Linked DNA regions of Zea mays: region 2 is linked to region 1. The links are chromatin contacts, called in public Hi-C maps. All regions are on one chromosome and are shown on one strand. The core of a region is the stretch at or near the end of the contact, and the rest is flanking DNA. Distances in the headings are between cores, read along the strand shown.

What was found. Hi-C and Micro-C count contacts between places; a contact is called where the count stands out from the background.
Region 2: a Hi-C map of endosperm shows a contact between it and region 1, with 2.7 times the contacts expected there. The contact joins the promoter of LOC100283155 here to the promoter of LOC100279312 in region 1. A contact is called at or near these places in 20 of 25 Hi-C or Micro-C datasets (bundle sheath, ear, endosperm and 6 more) and 2 of 3 datasets of contacts at active chromatin or transcription factors (leaf and seedling).

The regions. Positions count from the first base shown.
Region 1 is chr2:8,737,402-8,744,241 of Zm-B73-REFERENCE-NAM-5.0, reverse strand. It overlaps LOC100279312, which reads left to right and starts at 4,858. Exons shown (of 16, transcript NM_001361272.1): 1 at 4,858-5,004; 2 at 5,110-5,256; 3 at 5,621-5,708; 4 at 5,810-5,906; 5 at 6,307-6,350; 6 at 6,483-6,571. The coding sequence starts at 4,879. The coding sequence ends at 5,859.
Region 2 is chr2:8,937,335-8,944,346 of Zm-B73-REFERENCE-NAM-5.0, reverse strand. LOC100283155 (chloroplastic lipocalin) reads right to left here and starts at 2,643. Exons shown (of 5, transcript NM_001156057.2): 1 at 2,286-2,643; 2 at 1,953-2,094; 3 at 1,321-1,566; 4 at 770-1,060; 5 at 1-448. The coding sequence starts at 2,350. The coding sequence ends at 170.

The DNA.
Region 1 (6,840 bases), core at 3,609-6,108:
TGTTGGCATCAATCACCAAAAAGAGGAGATTGAAAGGGAAATAGGGTTAACCTTTTCCTATAATTAATTTTGGTGGTTGAATGCCCAACACAAATATTGGACTAACTAGTTTGCTCTAGAATACATGTTCTACAGGTGCATAAAAGTTCAACACAAACCAATAAATATTCAAGTTAGGGATCAAATTCAAAGGAGCAATGAAACCAAGTGTGATGTGGTCCGGCGCACCGGACTGTTCGATGTGCCACCAGACAGTGTCCGGTGCATCAGGTCCGTACAAGCATGAACCAGCCACTCTCGGGTTTCAAAAGGCGCACTCCGCTATAATTCACCGGACTATACGGTGTGCCACCGGACTGTCCGGTGCACCAGCGGAGCAACGACTATCTCGCACAACGGTCGACTGCAAAAGCTGATGAACAGCGCTACAGTGCGCAACAGTGCATGGCAGAGTCAGAGCGCAGAGTCAGTGGCGCACCAGACAGTGAACAAGACCTGTCCGGTGTGGCACTAGACTGTCCGGTGCCACAAGAATTCAACAACACCAACGTTCGACTGCTCCCAAACCCTAACGGTTGGGTGATGTGGCGGCGCGCCGGACAGCCTACAGTGCTTGTCCGGTGTGTCCATCGACAGCAGCCTTCCCCAACGGCTTCTTGGTGGTTGAGGGCTATAAATACCCCTCAACCACCACCACTCTAAGCACCCAAGCATTCTGAACATTGCATTCAATACAAGAGCAATAGACTCCACTCCAAGACACAATCAAAGCGATCGATCCACTCAAAGTCCCGAAATTAACTCTAGTGCATTAGGACTTGTGAGAGGATCTCTTGTGTTCCTTTGTTGCTCTTGTTTGTTTGGCTTGGCCTTCTTTTTCTTTTCAATTCTTACTCTCAAGTGCTTTGTAAGCAAGGCAAGAGACACCAATTGTGTGGTGATCCTTGCGGTGTCTAAGTGACCCGTGAGATTAAGGAAGAAGGCTCACTCGGTCTAAGTGACCGTTTGAGAGAGGGAAAGGGTTGAAAGAGACCCGGTCTTTGTGACCACGTCAACGGGGACTAGGTTCTTTAGAACCGAACCTCGGTAAAACAAATCACTATGTTCATTCGCTTGATTTCATTTGATTTGTTTTCCCTCTCTCTCTCTCGGACTTGAACTTCACTCTAACGCTAACCCCGATTTGTAGATTGTGTTTAAAGTTACAAATTTCAGATTTCGCCTATTCACCCCCCTCTAGGCAACTTTCAGTAGGGGGTCATGGTGGAGGGGTCAATTTGACCGGTGGGCACTCAGGATGGCTGGTCCACGGTGAGGTTGCGGCTCCCGCGATGGCAAGGTCGCCGGCGAGACTACTGGGTGTGATAGGTGAGGGAGAAAGGCACACTAAGCTTGTGGCGAGGTGGTGAAGCTTGTGGACAACACTAATTTGATCCTAAGCCACCGGAGAGGGGAGAGAGAAGCTCATGGAGAGGGTAGGGATGACGGCGTCGAGCTCGATTGGGTCCAGGGGAGGAAGATGGAGTGGTCGAGGTCGGTGTGGGGAAATAAGGGGCTCGGGGCAGTCCTTTTATAGGTGGCCGAGGAGGGAGGAGGAAGAGGTGGCGAGCACCGGCGAGGCTTGCTGCGGCGGTGATGATGGCACACAGTGGTGGCACCAGGATGGCTCGGGGCAGGCGGTGGCGATGGGACGACTCGGTCACAGTGCGCGGGGATGCAAGACGCCAATTCGTGCTCGTGAGCGAGTTAATGGCGAGGAGACAGGGCGAGCGGTGGCCGACGACGAACGCGTCGATGGCCGATCACGGGCGAGGGAGAAAGAGGCTGACGAGTGGGGGCCGCCTGCCAGAGAGAGGGCGGTCGCGAGGGAGAAAGGACGGGTGCGGCTGACGGGTGGGGCCGAGCTGTTAGGGGAGAGAGCGGCGCGAGGGGGATGGACCGCGAGGGAGGGAGGAGCGTGGGCGCGCGGGAGAGGGGGGGAAGCTTGGGCCGGATTCGGCCTAGCCGAGAGGGAAGGGTTTTCTTTTTTCTTTTTTTCTTTTCTCTTTTTTCCTTAATCTCTTTTTCCTTTAAACAAATATTCATCTAAATTTCTTAGGTGTCCAAAATGAAATAATCTATGTGAAGTGCTACTAGCAATCATTGTGTATGCATATGATGAATATAATGCTTCATGAGATGGGGCCTTAGGGGATAAATAGGGGGGTTAGGAGTTTAGGGTTTCTAACCTTGAGATCAAAATTGGGATGTTACACTGCATCGGACAGTCCGGTGCCACACCGGACAGTCCGGTGCCCTCTGACTTCTGCGCTCTAACTTCTGACATGCATTGTTCATCGAGGCAGACGATCGTTGGCGCGTAGAGAGTCGTTGCTCCGCTGGCTCACCGGACAGTCCGGTGGCACACCGGATAGTCCGGTGAATTATAGTGGAGCGCGCCTGCAGAATTCCCGAGAGTGGCTGGTTGGAGACTATACGGGCCTGGTGCACACCGGACACTGTCCGGTGTGTCAAAAAACAGCACACTCAAGTTCTTTTTGCTCCAAATAAATTGCGTCCCCTAACTGAATTATTTCTTAGTTTGTGTTGAACCTTATGCACCTGAGATAAATCATATCTAGACAAACTAGTTAGTCCATGTGGTTTGTGTTGTACATCAACCACCAAAATCGATTATAGGAAATGGTTAACCCTATTTCCCTTTCAGCGTCCTTGCGGAGGCGAGGCGTCCGGGTCGGCGTTCGCATCCGTCTACGTCGAGGCTAGACGTGTTGCCACTGCCACGACAGGTGGCCACTTGCATGAGGATCCGGATCTCGTATCACGACGCTGGGTTCATGAGGAAGAAGACAGAGTCGAGCCACTTGTTGCCTCGCACCGTGGAGCCATAGAACATGGCGCTGCCAGCCCGCACGGCGGTCGGCGTGACCTCGCCAGTGATCTCCGTGAATAGCAGACTGAACCGTAGTAGATAGGTCCGCCTCGCTGAGGGCCCGTCGCCGCTCCCCCGAGGTTGCCGCATATCTGGAAGCCCGTGGTTGCGGCGAGCAGGAGCCTGGCACCATGCGGGAAGAAGTCGAGGAGGAGACGCGTCACGGACAGGACCACGCCAAGCGAGAGCCACAACAAGTGTTTGTTGTGACTTTATGGTCGGTTGAATAGATGAGACTTGCCTATCGGGGGATGGCTATGCGCTATATCACCGGGGGTGGGGGCGCGATATTGCTGGATCAAGAGGGGATAACATACACACCGAGCAATTATCAATCTTGGCATTATGGCTTCGCCAATATACCATTAGGCTTACAAACCATAGACATAGATGTTCCTACCAGTCATAGGCACGAGATAACATAATAACATGAAGCCAAAACTGAGAGTGGCAAAATTACAAATTTCTCCGCACCGATATACGAAACGACGACACATGTGCACGAAACTATTGTTTTAATACAGTAGAGATAGTGATAGATAAGAGAAACGAGGAGGACACCATGAAACGAAGCCGCCCAAAACTCAGTGGGGCCCACACGCAAGGCACCTGTGGTTTACATAACCGTTTCACCTACGAAAACCGCTACCCACTAGTAACGGTTTAACGCTGGTAAACCGATAAAAACTAGCCGGTTTGACCAATTCAAATTAATGTGAATTCGAACCGGTTTACCGACGAAAAAATTGTGAAAAACCAGCGAAAACCCGCTCTAAACCGCCGGCAAACTGTGAAACGAACCGGTTTTTGCTGTTTTTTATAGAAAAATGGAGAATTTTGACAAGATTTATTTGTAGTTTGCTCAATTCACATTGCACACTAAATATTAATTAATCCACACGACATGTGTTCACCAAAATAACATGCAACATACATATGCAACCACAAACTCTAGTTCTCATGCAACAAACAACCAGCAAACTTCGCAATACTCAAATACAAGTTATTTTACAACTCTTCGACGAGGCAACGACACATAGGTCGACTTATTTCACAATACTCACATGTTCAGCTCGAGTCATAATGATAGTACTCAGGCATGTTGGAAGGATCGTGATATTGTTCCAATCTGTCATAGTGATAGTGATAGGTCTGTACAAAAGATATGAGATACATTAGCGATAAAACAAGAATGACAATAAATACTTATCGACAAAGCAAAAAAAATATACCGGTATGTGTGTTTGGTGTTTGTGTATTGCATGTGCACCTCACCAAGTATTGGACTTTTCTCCTGATCAGCAAATCTTAGTAACACATACAAAAGACTGGAGCTAAGGGTTTTAGATTGGGTCTTGTCCAGACGGATAGTTATTAGAAGAACTGAAGCTACTTGATCTACAGATTCCATCTTGGACAGGAAATGAAACCGAAATTGACCACTACTTGAGCTACGAGTTTCATCTTCACATATAGCATATAACATCTTCACATATAACATATAACAATAAACAAGACTAATATGTCTAAATTGACCACTAAATACTCAATCTTGGCATTAAATCCGGTTTCCCAGTAAAAATTGGTGGTTTACAAGTCCAAAATACGGTTTACCAACTGTTTTCGCTTTTTATGAATTTTTTCAGATTTTTTAAATTTCGGGCTAGTTTGTGAACTCTATTTTCCCAAGTGATTCATATTTTCCAAAAAATAATTAATTTTTTTTTGAGAAAATGAAAATCTCTTGAAAAAATAGGTTATAAAACTAGTTCTTAGAATGGATTAAAAAAAATCGATGGTTAACCGAAGCCGCGGTGTGGTTGTTTCGGTAAACCGGTTTACCGGTTTTCGGTTTGGTAAACCATGCCTGTGAATGGGGATGAGCATGCGAATACTGCTGGAGTTGGCCTAACCCAACGACCAGACGCAACACGACGGCGACGGCCATGGCTTCGCCGGACCTCGCCGCCGGCGACGGCAGCTACGACTTTCACCTTCGCTCTCTCTCCGCGGCCTCACGGGACTCCGCTGCGGCCTCCGACCCCGCCTCTGACCCCAACCTCCTCCAATCTGTAACCGCATCTCACTACGATTCCTTCTCCCCATGTCCGATTTCTTGGATGTAGACGAGGATTCTTAGGTGTGTTGTTTCATGAACCATTTTTGTCCGCGCGAAGGTTAGGAGGGTGTGCGAGATGTGCCGAACGGCGAAGGAAGCGAAGGACGAGATGGTGGCGCGGGCGTTCCCCGTGATGGGCAAGCTATTTCAGCGATGCGCCGCCGCTCCCACGCAGGCCGTTGCCTCCACCGGCGTGCTGCTCCTCGTAAGCCGACTTTTTCTTAGTCTTGTGCTGCGGAGATGTTATCCTTAACGTTTTGATGGATAAAGGTTCGGATATCTGAAAACAGTGTCCTTATGCGTAGAAATGTACTTCTCCGTTTTCAGTTTTATCAAAATTTTGCGCTCGACGCCACTATGTCTAGTCTTTGGGTGAGAGACTTTAATCTAGTGTTAGCTTTATGATTAATGTCCTTACTCCCTGATTTACAGAACAATGGATTACTTGCACAGCTTTTGGTGGCAAATTACTTGTACCTTTTGATTTCTCCTTATTGTTGACTTGTTGTAAAGAGTTTGCCAAACTTATGGCAGGAGTAATTTAGTGTTCTGTATTTTTCCCCTACCAGACCATTTTGCAATTCTTCTTGGATTTTGGGGAGGCTGTTTTGCATGATGCTGATGGTAGCTTGAAAACCTTCTTCCGCTCTTGCTTAAGTAGGTAATGTTGTTTTCTATGTTTGTCTCTTGACCTGTATACCATTCTTGGATTGCTACCACGAGCATCTAGGATACTCAATTTTTTTTCTTGTAAATAGGGAGTTTGCAGATCCTATTGTTGCAGAGCGCACAGTTGAATTCCTTGTAACAAACAAGACAAAGATCCTTAGCTCCTTTCCCAATTTGATTCCACAGGTGCCAACACTTGAAATATTTACTTACTTGGAATTGACAATTCCCACATGTAGCTCCTATTATTCATGCTGTTGCAGATCATTGCTTTGAAAAACTGAAAGATATAAATCCAGCTTCCTTCTTTGTTTTATAGCATATTTGTCAATTTTTTATGTGAATGGTGGGGGAGGCCCCTACATGTATTTCTTCACTAACAGAAGCAAAGAAATATTTACAATACAGGAGGCTGTAGGCCAAAAAGGTAGAGAAAAAACAGAAAAAACCATATTTGTATGATAAGCTACTCAACCAATCTTTTGTAAGATTCTTTATAGAATATCTCTCTTCTCTTCCTATTTTCCATATTCGACTTAATCTTGTTAACACATGCCAATGCTTGTGTATCCTTGTTTATACACAGTTCTATCCATTGTTGTTAAAGCTTATTGCATCAAACGGTGAGAGGTATGTGCTCGTATTGTCATGAACTTCACATAGCTCTATCATCCATGTTCCCTTTAAATGACTCAGTACAGGTACCATAAATATCCAATAGCAATCCCGTTGAACTACCTAATTTGTTTTCTAACATTCTAGACTGGAGAATAAGTTTTCGGAAGTACTTCCATTAATGATGTCAGCAGGATCTTTTCTTCCCCTCTTCCTATCCCTTATGGATTTGCCAAGTAAGCCTGTTGATATTTGCCTTCAGGACTTATTCATTTTTATATAACCCAAACAATTTTGATTGTTAAATACTTTATGAGTTGGGTGTGCTATGACATTATTAAATTATTGTTTCTAGTTTCATGTGATGCTCATTCCTTACACTATGCGAGATTTCTGTAATGTATAACATACATACATGACTTATCCCTCTGCTGTGGACAGATTTGTGGGCCTGCAGTATGCCAGGCGCCACAAAAGATAAGCCCAGGTTTAGTGCTGTTATGGT
Region 2 (7,012 bases), core at 1,394-3,893, 200 kb before region 1:
TCTTAATCTTACATATCCCACTCTTATATAATAGACAAAAAAACAATGTACTTAAAAAGAACTAACTGACTAGCAAACGTCAGAATAAACTGAACTTCATTCCATTGAAGATCCAAGTCGAGAAGTTGGGCAATTGGCTATTGGCTACTGGACAATGCTACACTGTTTTTTACTTGAAGTACAGTTCAAGCAACTTCTTCAGGGTATCAAACACGCTTGTGAATGGGTTAAGTGCGACCGGTGCCTTTAGCTTGAGGTCTGGGAACTGATTCGTCAAGGCCTCATTCATCCCGGGCATCGACATCATCAGCGCAATCTGGTCTGAGGACATGTACTCGCAGTCTTGAGGAGTGTCCTTGATCTTGCTTGGGTCATAGCCGAAGTTGGCAACATAAGACTTGTACTTGTCAATGAATTCTGGCCCGGGGTTGGGTGTTCTTGAGTATATCTGATCAATGACAGAAAGATGTTTTAGTGCCTATGGTGTTTCAGATTACGAGTGCATCGGATAAGATGTGTTTACCATTATAGAGGTATGCTTTTTATACTCGCTTAATATTACTATCATTCAACGGCACACACTTTTCAATGTTCAATTATCCATACAACAAATATTTTTTATGCGGTAAAAACAAATAAACTAGGCTAGTTCAGTGACTATGTTATCAGTTCTTAGGACAATTTGAAGGTAAGATTATTTTTCCCAGGACTAATCTGGTTAAAACCACAAAATAAAGAACATTGAGCAGTTCAGAGCTCAGTTCCTCACCTGAATAAAGCTTGTATCCTTAGCTCCAGACACAATTGCATAATTGTCATAGTCTGTTGCAAGGACATCATAGGGTTCCTTGGGTATGAATGGCAGTGTGGGGAACCGGAGAAAGCATTTCCCACGGACCATCTCCTGCCTCTCAAGATCTGTCTCAGCACTTGCAATGTCCTCTTCAGATAGGCATTGCACCCTGCCCCGAATGCCGGTGATGTATCCATCAGGTCCACCGTGGACACAGAATGTATCCACCTGGATTGAGCGTGCCTTCTCATCAAAAGAATACACTCCCTGAAGTTCCCCCCAAAAAAATTGTATGTCATCCGTTTACAGACTGCATATCATGCAAAGTGCATGGAAGATTGGACATACCATCCCTATCTCAAACAATTTTGTTATTAAGATGTCAAGTACTAGTTTATCATGACTGATTATGATATATTACTGCAGGATCATCACACAGACAGAGATGTTCTTTTTTAGATAATGGAGAAAAATCCTGGCTACAGATATCCTCTCCAATGTGTTTGATGTTTCAGGTATTACAATACCTGAGTACAGTGACAGTCTTCTTGTCCCTGACCAGCAAATCCACGTTTCAACGAGGCTACCTCAAACCATCTACCAGAGTAGCGAACTGGATCGAAGTTTTTGGCGGTCATACCCCTCATCATCATCCCTGTGCTGACATCATCTGAAGGGTTGTCAAACTTCAGAGGAACTGAAGCACTGTCAATGGCTGCCACTGTTGCAATCTGGCACAAGCCTGGACGGGCAAAGGTTTCTGCAGGAATAGCCTGGTCAACAAGAAGAGTTCATCGACATTGTGGAATATTATTTTTAACTGATAATATTACTCCCATTATTTCCTTGTGCGTAGTATGCACTGAAATCAACCATTGTACTTCTTTTTTTTTTTTGCTTAGTTGAATGAATCATGTGGCTATTCTCGTACACCTTTGCTTAGTTGAATGAATCATGTTTATTTTGAAGAACAAAGTTGAGCTCTATGTGGTCTCGAAACCTTTGATCTTTGGTGATACGCATGTGCAGACACTAAACAGCTACATGCAGCGGAAAGAATCCTCTTTGTGGTCTCTAAGCTTTTTGTGCTGTATCTGATAGTGATATGGTAGAAGTGGTCAAGTCGACCTAATAAGATGATGGAACATGTCATAGGTACCTGACTAGGTGGAGAGACGAACACAAGCGAAGCAGCAAGGCATGAAATTAACTGCTTGGATACTAGTCCATGTTTGTTCAGCTGCGTTTCTTCATTCAGAGAGCACCTGACCATTTTCTGTCCGGCGGTGCTGCATCTTCTCCTGCCAAGCCGAAACCAACAGACTCAGTGTGGAACTGGGACCACCTAAACACGCTTGAGATTCTAACAGCATCTCAAACCTTCACCGTCAGTCCCCTCCCCATTTGTCAACAACCACCACCCTCCTCAGCCTGACCCAGCCGACAGGCATCAGCAAGGAAAAGCAACCATAACGCTGGCACTCTCCAGTACCTGGAAGCTGGAGAGCAGTCTGGGCGCGACGATGCAGGAGAGCAGCCCAGGAGCAGGAGAACCATGGCGCTCTCCCGTGGCCTCTCTCGCCTTAGGTTTCAGCCTTTCAGGACAAGGAGATCGATCACTTAGTCACTTTAGAAGGTTTCTTCGCAGCGGGTTATGCAGTGGAGTTTGGCTATCCATGGTGTGGTAGTGGTATGGCAGCAGATCGGAGATGGAAGAGGAGCTGCAGGACGATGAATCTGGGACGGGAGTGAAGGGCATCCAGCGCCATCCAATGGCAGGTCCCCACGTCTGCCGACTCTCGGATTGGACCCGGAAGTGTCGGAACTACCGAATTTTTTTTAGCCTATTTTTGAAAAAAAAAATAACGTTTAGACCTGGACGACTTAATATCGATTTTAGATCCTTTGCTCGACGCCACGACCGATAATATATCTTGGCGTCATAGGTTGTACATGCCGCGCTGGTCAGTAAGGGCTGACGCGGCACCGACGTGGTCCCAAACTTGACGCTATAGATCTTAACGCCGAGCTCGGAAGTAAATTAACCATCCTATCTCCCTGCGCCGTTCTCTCCCCACGCGTCGTTATCTCTCCCGTCGTTCTCTCTCCCTCGCCGAAGCGCCCACCGCCTTCCAGCCACCCCGGTGAGGTTGCCCCGCCGAGCCGCCCCATCGCCGAGGCTGCCCCGCCACCACCGCCGGGGCCGAGGGAGCGCCGCCACCACCGTAGCGAGGCCGGCCGCGCCGCCCTACCCTCCGCGTCGCCCAGCCACTCCGCCACACCCAGCCCTATGTCGCGTCGCCAACATAAATTAGTAAACTTGTGCAAAAAATAACAAAGCTTTTGACATTTGTTATGCACTCACATAATTATTGTTGGGACACACGAAGTACTTCACAGTGTCCTCACATATCATAGCACGATCTTTGCAATCGCACCGAGGCAGAGACTCCAGTCGTCTTTGTGTGGCTAAGTTTTTCTCCTCATCCGTCATTGGTGGCGGGTTCGGGAGAGGAGGCACCCAACACTTAAAACGCTCATGTGTATTCCTTGCGAACAACCAATTAGCGAAAAGGAGATATTGAGGGTCAAATTTATCAGGACCGTCGATCCACTGGAAAAAACACCTCAAGTGATCCTACAGGAATGGAACTAATCATTAGTATACATATAGTAAACATCAATAACACACAAGGCATAAGCTACGTACGTTAAAACCGTCACAAGTGTAGAAGCAGCAAGCAGTCGTGTCCGGATGCTTGGATTGACATACCCAAGTCAGTCTGCCATAGTCACAATTAGCCATAGGAAGATCAGGAGGAACAGGAGCATCCTTACTAGATACATCCGGATATAACTTCCGTGGACGACCACTCTTCTGCCACGATGACTCCTAATACATGTCTCTCATCTAACAAACGATTATATATTAACACAACTTATAAATACATGTCTTTCACAAACTATCTAACAAACTATAGTCATCATATGAACCATATATCCTAGGAACCATAACTAAAAGCAATATGTGCACCAATCAAAACTAATTAATCGAAACCACACAACGCGATATATGTAACAAACGAATCAGTGAGACATCATGCCTTGGTCTTCAAGATATAAGGATCAAGTCAAAGTTTTCCAACTCGAATACGAAGATTGGAGCACCTCTGGGCGGTATGGAAGCTGATTGAAACGAGGGATTCAAATGGCTGGGCGGAGCTCTTGGCCAGGAAACGATCGATTTATAGGCCTTCCTAACTCGGCACTAAGATCTATGGCGTCGAGCTTGGTGCCACGTCAGCCTCCATGTTAGCCCTTACCGCTAGCAGGTCACATACCTCGACGTTATATGCTGTGGCGGCAAGCAGTGTCATCTCGGTGCCAAGGCCTACGACGCCGAGCAAAGGGTCCAAAAACAAAATTAAGTTCTTCAGGGGTCTAAACGTGATTTTTTCAAAAAAGGACCAAAATACAAAAAACAGCCGAAACACGAGTTCTTGAATGCTATGTGCGCCTTTGCCCTTGACTAGACCTAGGTCGAATCTCATAAGTGCAGGCCATAATGCCACGTAGCCTGGCAAGAAAGCTTGTTTCTTATTGTCACTCGCTGCCACTACTTTCTTTAGATCATCTCCATCGGATCTAGGGATGGCAACGAGCACATTTTACTCGCGTGCCCTGGATAAAATCCATATATGATGCAAGTTTGATCCTTAACCTGGTGGCGTTTTTTCCTCATGGATATGAAAAAGTTGTACCCGTACCCGTATTTGTGTGTGTGTATAAAGCTTTGGACTTCCAATAACTAGAGGAAGCACTGGCCAGACATGTCATCCAGTTGAACTAGACCAGGGCTGGGCATCTATAAAATAAGCCATAGAGCGCTAGGGCTCGGTTTATGAAGTCCCACCCCAATGCACGAGCAATGACGCCCACTCAGGCCCGTGCGATATGGCGGTTGCCCAAGTGCGCGCGGCGACAACAGACACCCAGGGCCGCGGTAGCGATGGCGGCGATTCCTCGATCTGGAGTAGCAGTGGCGGTTCCCAGATTCGAAGGCACGGTGGCGGCGACTCCCCGATCCGGAGGGCAAGCGGCGTCGGGGCCCCAGGGCAGGCGAGCGTGCGCTGATCCTAGGGCCCCGAGGTGGGCGAGAGGCGTGGCACTCCCGAGGCAGGCGGGCAAGAGGTGACAGCGCTCTCGAGGCGAGCGAGCGACGGCGTCGCCACCTAGGCCCGAGCGGCGGCGACACACCATAACCCACAAACGACGGTGGCACCCCACGACGTGCGAGCAGCGACGACGCCGCACCAGGCGTGAGGATCGAGCAACATCCATGGAAGAAGCAAGGTGCGCACGACAACGGTCACGCGTGACATCCTCCGATCCGGCGTAGTTCGGCCGCCCCAAATGACGACCTCCCTTCGCTCTTGTGTCCTCGACGACGTTCTCTGGTGACTACCTCCTTCAATCCATGTTATGCTTTCAAGTATTGTGTTTTATGTCTACCATATTCACTATTTACGCTAAAAACTAAAGGATTTTATGCTCGAACACGGAGTTCGTACATTAGTTTACTGGATGTCATATTTGTTGCATGCACATTGAAAAAGGAAATTCCTTGATTTTATGATGTTCATAATTACCATAAAAATCAAATAAAATCACTTATGTTCGTAACTGTCAGATTTTTACGTTTGCAATAAAGTCGTCCTTAATTCACGTGGGGTTGTTAGCTGAATCGTTATTAGGTTTTTATTAATTATGCTACACGGTGTAAGTATTTATGAGACTTTGTATAAGAATTTAAGCTTTGTGTGACTCATGTCTTCCAATTTTTGCGCGTGTGCTGTGGAAATAAAAATATCATCCAAAATTTGTGCGCATGTAATGGAAACTCCCACAAGCTGACATAATTTCCAGATCTGCATAAAAATAGAAACTGCATGTATGCGACTCCATAATTTTCTGATCTGGCATAAAAATAGGATCGTGAATACAACGCAACAAAGTTATTTACCTCTCTCACATTGGCTCGGTATTTATGCTTATAACTATGGGTGTTTACGCTAAAAAATAAAGGTTTTTATGCACGAACATGGAGATGCGTCCACCAGTGAACCGCATTTTATGTAGTGTACCACATTACATAAATAACCACATCGTGCAACATAATTAGTATCAGTATATATCATAAACTGGTTATGACGAGCCTAGCTGCATGGTGTTGGGTGATCCTATATTTGTAGAGGAAGTAAAGTATTTCAATAAGATTTTTTGTTTACATGCATGTCAATATATTTTCTTTTATCGCATATTCCTGTCATCCTAATTTTTTTGTGCATGCAGCTAGGAACAAATTTTTACATAGTATACTGAATTGCATAAATAACTACATCATGTAGCATAATTCATATCAATATATATCATAAACTTGTTCTAACGTGCCTAGCTAGATGGCTATTGGAGCGATCCTATATTTATGGAGCCATTCAATTTTTGTGCGCAAATAGTGGAAACAAAAATGTCATCCAAAATTTGCGCACATGAAATGAAAACTCACACAATCTGCCATAATTATCGGATCTACTATAAAAACAGGATATGCATGCATGCCCCTGCGCATGTGTGAGAGCACCTAGAGGGGGGGGGGGTGAATAGGTAATCCTGTAAAAACTTAAAACTTAAAGCCACAAAACTTGATTAAGGGTTAGCACAATAAAATAAAGTGGCTAAGGACTGAGCTCTTGTGAAACACAATAGTCACAGTGAGAACAAGCACAAGAGACACGATGGTTTATCCCGTGGTTCGGCCAAGTATAACACTTGCCTACTTCACGTTGTGGCGTCCCAATGGACGAGAGTTGCACTCAACTCCTCTCAAGTGATCCAATGATCAACTTGAATACCACAGTGTTCTTCTTTCTTTACTCTTTCCCGTTTGTGAGGAATCTCCACAACTTGGAGTCTCTCGCCCTTACAATAAGGATCAAAGTGAAAGCACTAGAGTAAGGGAGGGAAGCAACACACACAAATCCACAGCAATACGCACACACACAGCCAAGACTTGAGCTCGAATGAATCGCAACAAGTTCACCACTAGAACAAAGCTCAAATCACTAAGAATGTCAATCGAGTGCGCAAAGACGAAGTGTGAGAGATTAAGATTGCTTAAAGTATGCTTGGATAGCTCCTTCATGCGCCTAGGGGTCCCTT